Regions from separate parts of the Ornithorhynchus anatinus genome. Here region 2 is linked to region 1. Evidence: chromatin contacts called from public Hi-C data. All regions are on one chromosome and are shown on one strand. The core of a region is the stretch at or near the end of the contact, and the rest is flanking DNA. Distances in the headings are between cores, read along the strand shown.

Region 1 (3,240 bases), core at 524-3,023:
TTATATTATTATCCCCGACTTCTATACCAATTTCAAAACGTGCAACATGACCTACAAACATCTGAAATGCTTCGGTAAAATCAATATTTAATAACTAGTAAATGAGTAAAACACTGCCACACAGAACCTTGGCATATATATTTCATTTTTAGATTCAGCTGACTAAACTGTGGTTCAAAATGGCCTAAGTTGGGGAATTCGTGTTTCAACTGAGGGGTTTTTTAATTTAAATGGTGTTTTTTATACCATTCCTAAGAGCCAGGCATTGTATTAAACACTGAACATATAAAGCACTTTTTACAATATTACAATTTTAATAATTCTCATCTTCCTTGTTCCTGTTCTGCACATCAGCAATCTCAAACAGCGAAAGAGATGATAATTAAAATTTTAGAATTGTTGGGCCTTGCTGACAACTGACCAGGTGCCATTTCAGACAGAGTCCAGAAGATGGTACTGTAAACTAAATGATGTGAACAACTTTAGTAGTTTCCACTGATCATTCATGTCAAGTAAATAATATGCTAGATGGTACACAATAAAAGCACATAACCCCTTCTCACTGGTGAATATGGTCATGTTATGGATCATTAGCACTTCTCAGTTACAAGAATGAACTGCTTCACAATGATTTGTTTAGGCTGTTGCCTAAGGGTTATTTATGAAATATACAGTATATTTCTCCTCCCCACATATTAATAGAGTATATTTGTTTACAAATGGAAAAATTACACTTATACTAGAATTATATTTAAGCAAAGAACATTCAAGCTTTGGGGCAGGAAATGTGCAACGTGCTTCCACAGATATTCTCCTTGCCAGTACCGTGCCTCTTAAATTGTTTTTGAGGAAGCTATCTCAGAGACAAAATTCTCATTTTAACCAGAAACAAACCTCTGGCCCTCAATTCTTGTCCGGGCAGATTGACAATAGAGCGTTGACTGTGGGATTCATTCTATAGACCAAACTCAAGATCACTGCGTTCACGGTCTTGGGTTCAAACCCTGACTCTGACACTTGTCTGCTTTGTGAATCTGGGGAAGTCACTTTACTTCTCTGTGCCTCAGTTACCTCATCTGTAAAATGGGGATTGACACTGTGAGCCCAAAATGGGAGAGGGATTGTGTCCATCTTGATTTGCTTGCAACCATCCCAGCGATGAGTGCAGTGCCTGGCATATAGTAAGCGCTTAACACATACCATAATCGTTATGGTTATCACTGGGAATTTGGTACAGAACCATGGAACCAGGCCTAACTCATGCTTTTCATGTTTCTTGATCAAGATATGAATGCTTGGTAATTTAAATGTCAAATGAGAAATGTCCTTTATTCATTAAACTACCTCCATTTTAGTACTTCCCAAATTTCCATTGACTAAAAGAACATGATTGCACAATCAGCTCTAGGCTGTATTATGAAATCCACTCAATTACTAACAGATTGTTGGTTTTGGGATTTTTTTTTTTAGATTAAGCAATAACATTCACTGCCTGTGAAATTCATTATTTGTGTTATGCATCCAAGTTAATAAGACCATTTCCAAGAGACCCTCGTGGTAGGAAAAGTGGATGGTAACATAAAATTTATACTCTTTTTAGGTAGCCAACATCCATGGATCAATAGGCAGAGAATTACAAGGAGCTCTGAGGGGCATTAAACTGCCATTTAATTCAAAATATTTAACTGGGAAGTATCCATTAAATGTCTCTTTCTTACATATATCCTTGGGCAGAAGAGAGGCAGAAATATGAATTTAAAAGGTTACAGGAGCCTAAAACAAATAGTTTAATATTTAATGATAGGTTATTTTCATAAGGAAGAAAAATAGAACCAGAGGTGGTAAATTGATATAGAGAAGAGAACAGAAGTTGCCAGAGTGAAACACAAGCTAATTATTATTTAAGGAATCATTTCAAATTAGAAGCTGGAGGAGCATCATTTATTATGCTCAACTTTACATTTAAGTCCTAAGGGTAAAATAAGCCTTTCAGAAACTCTTGAACATCTTTAGGCATTATGATTAAATATTTATTAATTTAAATGTTAAATCCAGGATTCAAAAGCTGAATGTTATTTTCATTGACACTACTAAGAACTTCAGTACACAGACTGAGTCTACTCACCAATACTGAGTGGCATATACAAAGTCTTTCAATAATTTATGGGCATCAGATATGTAAAATATGACAGTGATCAAAAAATAAAAAGACCCCAAACAGTTTTCAGCAGTTGGGCAATGAGGTAAGAAAGATTAAGTGCTATTATTCCACTCTATACATTAAAAAACCTAAGTGTAGAGAGACTAAACCACAGACTACATTAAACTCAATAGGTGAGAGTTCAAATTCTCTATGCCTCAGTTTCCTTATATGTAAAATGGGGATTAAATATCTCTTCTCCCTCCTATTTGGATGGTAAGTCCCATGTCAATCAGCCAATCAATCACATTTACCAAAGCACTTACTATATTTAGGGCACCGTACTAAGTATTTGGGAAAGTACTAGACAACAGTCTAATGGATCCATTCCCTGCCCACAACAAACTTACAGTCTAGAGGGGGAGAGAGACATTAATATAAACAAATTAGTGATACATTCATAAGTGCAGTGGGGGTGGTGAATGAAGGGAGGAAGTCAGGGTGATGCAGAAGGGAGTAGGAAATAAGGGAAAGAGAGCTTAGTCAGGGAAGGCGGTCTCTTGGGGGAGATGTGCCTTCAATAAGGCTTTGAAGATGGGGAGAGTAACTGTTTGTCAGATAGGAAAAGTGAGGGTGTTTCAGGCCAGAGGCAGGACATGGGTGAGAGGTCGGTGCTGAGATTGACTCCAATTTGATGAGAAGGTAATGATCCCGGACCAAATGCTGCATAGAAAATAAATACTGACTTCCACAAACTAGCTCCAAGGACCTCCAAGTGCTCTCAGAATTTTCAAGATGAAATCAAATAAATCTTTACTTTCCACAGTTAACTCCCAGAGACTGAGGCATAACTTTGTCCAAGTTCATATAAGTGAGCCAAGAATACCATGCAAAGCTACTGATTCCCAATTCATTTCTTTGTCCTCCAGCATAACGTTACCTACTCCTAAATGAGAAGCAGTATTACCTAGTGGGACAAAGACGGGCTTGGGAGTCAGAGGACCTGGGTCTTAATCCCGGCTCCGCCGTTTACCTGCTGTGTGTCCTTGCACAGTCTCTTAACTTCTCTGTGCCTCAGTTTCGACATTCGTAAAATGGAG
Region 2 (3,240 bases), core at 426-2,925, 350 kb after region 1:
GTTTCCCTACGAGCTTTGATAATCATTACTACCTTTCAAGGAAACAATGGCATCACTGTTTGTTTTCTCAAATGGATAAACTAAACAAACACTCACATAATTGAACAGAGCCAGTACCTGGAATGCTTTAATAGTCATGCGTTAACTGTTTTTCAACAGCAGAAAATAGTTTCGGGAAAAGAGAAATGTCCCCACGGATATATTTTCGTTTACCGAGTGGAAACATCTTATTAGCGGGAAGAGTATCCATTCTCCCGCAGAGGTGCCTAACTTTTTCTGGACCCGCTCGATCTGCACGCCGTCTAAGGAACTTACTGAATTTTTCCTGATAGAATGCAGAGTGAAAGAATGAATGAAAGAAAAACGCCACAGAAGTCCAGCCTTCTGTTGTGACTAAATCCCGGAGAGCCTCGGAAACCGAAGATAAAGGTCGATGCCAAACGCCCGGTCCTTGACGGAGGGCAACTCGGCTAAGGCGATCCAAGTCTTCGAGGCTCTAACGTTCCCACTTGAACTCCGGCCCGCCTCCTCGGCGACCCCCACTAAGTCGTGCAGGTACACAGCGGGGGCAACTTGAGAAGCAGCGTGGTTCGGTGGAAAGAGCCCGGGCCTGGGAATCCGAGGTGATGGGTTCGAATCCCAGCTCTGCCCCTTGTCAGCTGCGTGACAGTGGGCGAGGTCACTTCCCTGTGCCCCGGTGACCTCATCTGGAAAATGGGTATTAACCGGGAGCCTCACGGGGGGCAACCTGATGACCCCGCATCTCCCCCAGCGCTCTGCACAGAGTAAGCGCTTAACAAATACCAACATTATAACTTCCCAACGGAGAGCATTTCCACACTCTCACGGAGAAACCTTCGAGCTCTCCCAAACGCTTGGCATCCGTCACGCCACTGGCCCTCCAATTCCTCCTTCTGTCGATCCCCTCTCCCCCCAATTTCATGACCCCTCTTCTGGGGTGGGGGGGGGGACCCCCACCCCAAAAGATGCCACCTGAACGTCTGGGGGGAGCAAACCACCTGTGGCCCGTTGGCTCGATTAAAAGCAGCGAGCTCTCCGGGTTCTGTGAAACTCGGGGCATCGGGCGGTGCTTGATCTCTGAAGGAGTTGGGGAGAAATGAGAGCTGTGCAACCATCTGGAGACTCCTCATTTGGGGCGTGCACTTTGCCAGCGGGTGGAGAGGTCCATGGCGTCAAACAGGAGGCCGTCGAGGCCCCTGAAGTTCAGGCCCCGGGCCACCCCAGCCCTTGGGCTCTTTGGGCCCTGCTCCGGGCTCGCAGCTATTAAGCAAGAGCCACACCGGGCCCTTCCCCTTTCCAACCTGTGCCCTCTGGGGCGACCCTTAACGGGTCGGTATTTGTTAAGCGCTCACTACGTGCCCCTTATCGACCGGCCGTCCCCACGGCCTAACCCCCGGCGTCTCCCTCCCTCGGAGGGAGAGAGCCACGTCGGAGAAGTGGAGCCGCAGCCCGACGGTCCTACTTACATCATCCCATTTGACGAATTTGGTGCCCTTCTTCAGGTGGTCCGAGACGCAGACGGGTTTGAGCTGCAGAGCGTGAACTCCCGGCTGTGCCCCGGCCATCTACCCGCATTTAGGCTTCCCCGACGAGGAGGGGAGGCTTCGGAGCGGGAGGCAGGGGCAGAGACAGGCGCGGGGAGGGCCCGGGGCCGGGCGAGGAGATGGGCGAGGAGATGGGCGCCCGTCCCTCCTCCCTCCCGTCCTCTCCTCCTCCTCCTCGTCCCCGGGAGGGGAGGGAGGTAGAGCTCAGCGGGCGAGTCCGACGGGGAGGCGGTGGTCCATAGCCCCGGAGGGCCAGTGGAGCCGCAGCGGCCGCAGAGAAGGCAAGGACCAGCCGTGCACGGACCGGCGCTGCTGCTGCTTTGGCTGCTGCTTTGGCTGCTGCTGCTTTTGCTGCTGCTGCAGCTGCTCCTGCTGCTGCTGCTTTGGCTGCTCCTGCTGCTCCTGCTGCTGCTGCTGCTGCTGCTTTTGCGGCCGCCGTGGCCGCTTTTGCTGGCGCTGCTTTTTGCAGCCTCTCGCACCGCTTTCCTTCGCAGCCTCCGCCGCGCTCCCGAGCACCATTCAGCACCTCCTGTAGACGGAGAGGGAGGGAAGCCGGGGTGCACAGGCGTGCACACACACGCACACACACACGCACACACACACACACACACACACAGAGCCAGAGGGGGGCGGGCGGGCGCGCGGGCGGGCGCGCGCGCGCGGGCCTCCGGGGCCGCTCCTCTTCCCCGCCGGCCGCGGAGCCCCAACTTTCCCGGCCGGGGCCCGGGCGCGGGGAGGCGGGAGAGCAGCGCCACCGTCCGGCGGCTTCGCGTCCCTGCAGGCCACCTGCCCTGGGAAGGTGCCGGGGGGGGGGGGGGGGGGACGCGCTCGGGGGCCTCCACTCTATTCCTTCATTCAATAGTATTTACTGAGCGCTCACTACGTGCAGAGCACCGGACTGAACGCTTGGCATGGACAGATTCATTCCACAGGGTTTATGGAGCGCTCACTACGTGCAGAGCACCGGACTGAACGCTTGGAATGGACAAATTCATTCATTCATTCATCCATTCACTCGATAGTATTTATTGAGCGCTTACTAAGTGCAGAGCACCGGACTGAACGCTTGGAATGGACAAATGCATTCATCCATTCACTCGATAGTATTTATTGAGCGCTTACTAAGTGCAGAGCACTGAACTGAACGCTTGGAATGGACACATTCATTCATCCATTCATTCGATAGTATTTATTGAGCGCTTACTACGTGCAGAGCACTGAACTAAACGCTTGGAATGGACAAATGCATTCATTCATTCACTCAATAGTATTTATTGAGCGGTTACTACGTGCAGAGCACTGGACTGAACGCTTGGAATGGACAAATTCATTCATTCACTCAGTAGGATTTATTGAGCGCTTACTAAGTGCAGAGCACTGGACTGAACGCTTGGAATGGACAAATTCATTCATTCACTCAATAGGATTTATTGAGCGCTTACTACGTGCAGCGCACTGGACTGAACGCTTGGAAAGGACAAATTCATTCATTCCTTCACTCGATAGTATTTATTGAGCGCTCACTCTGTGCAGAGCGCTGGACTGAGCGCTCGGAATGGAGAAATCGGCAAGATAGAGACAGTCCCTGCCCTTTACCTTTCAGTCCTTGCCCTGAGCCTCGCTCGTTCGACCCTAGTTCTTCAGCGCTTGCACTGTCCTAAGCGCTCCGCGACCT

The links. A called contact is a pair of places that touch in the nucleus more often than the background predicts.
Region 2: a contact with region 1 is called in a Hi-C map of fibroblasts, with 6 times the contacts expected there. The contact joins the promoter of PLCB1 here to the enhancer-like site in region 1. A contact is called at or near these places in 2 of 2 Hi-C or Micro-C datasets (fibroblasts and liver).

Annotation. Positions count from the first base shown.
Region 1 is chr9:47,396,663-47,399,902 of mOrnAna1.pri.v4, forward strand. All of the region lies in intron 14 of PLCB1 (1-phosphatidylinositol 4,5-bisphosphate phosphodiesterase beta-1), which reads right to left. Among named protein-coding and RNA genes, the nearest start is that of PLCB4, 190 kb to the left of the region's middle. Within about 2 kb of position 1,774, the one cell type or tissue checked has an H3K27ac peak away from gene starts, as active enhancers do. A contact at or near this core is called in fibroblasts, where this site is marked.
Region 2 is chr9:47,748,717-47,751,956 of mOrnAna1.pri.v4, forward strand. It overlaps PLCB1 (1-phosphatidylinositol 4,5-bisphosphate phosphodiesterase beta-1), which reads right to left and starts at 1,676. Exons shown (of 32, transcript XM_029071936.2): 1 at 1,488-1,676. The coding sequence starts at 1,586.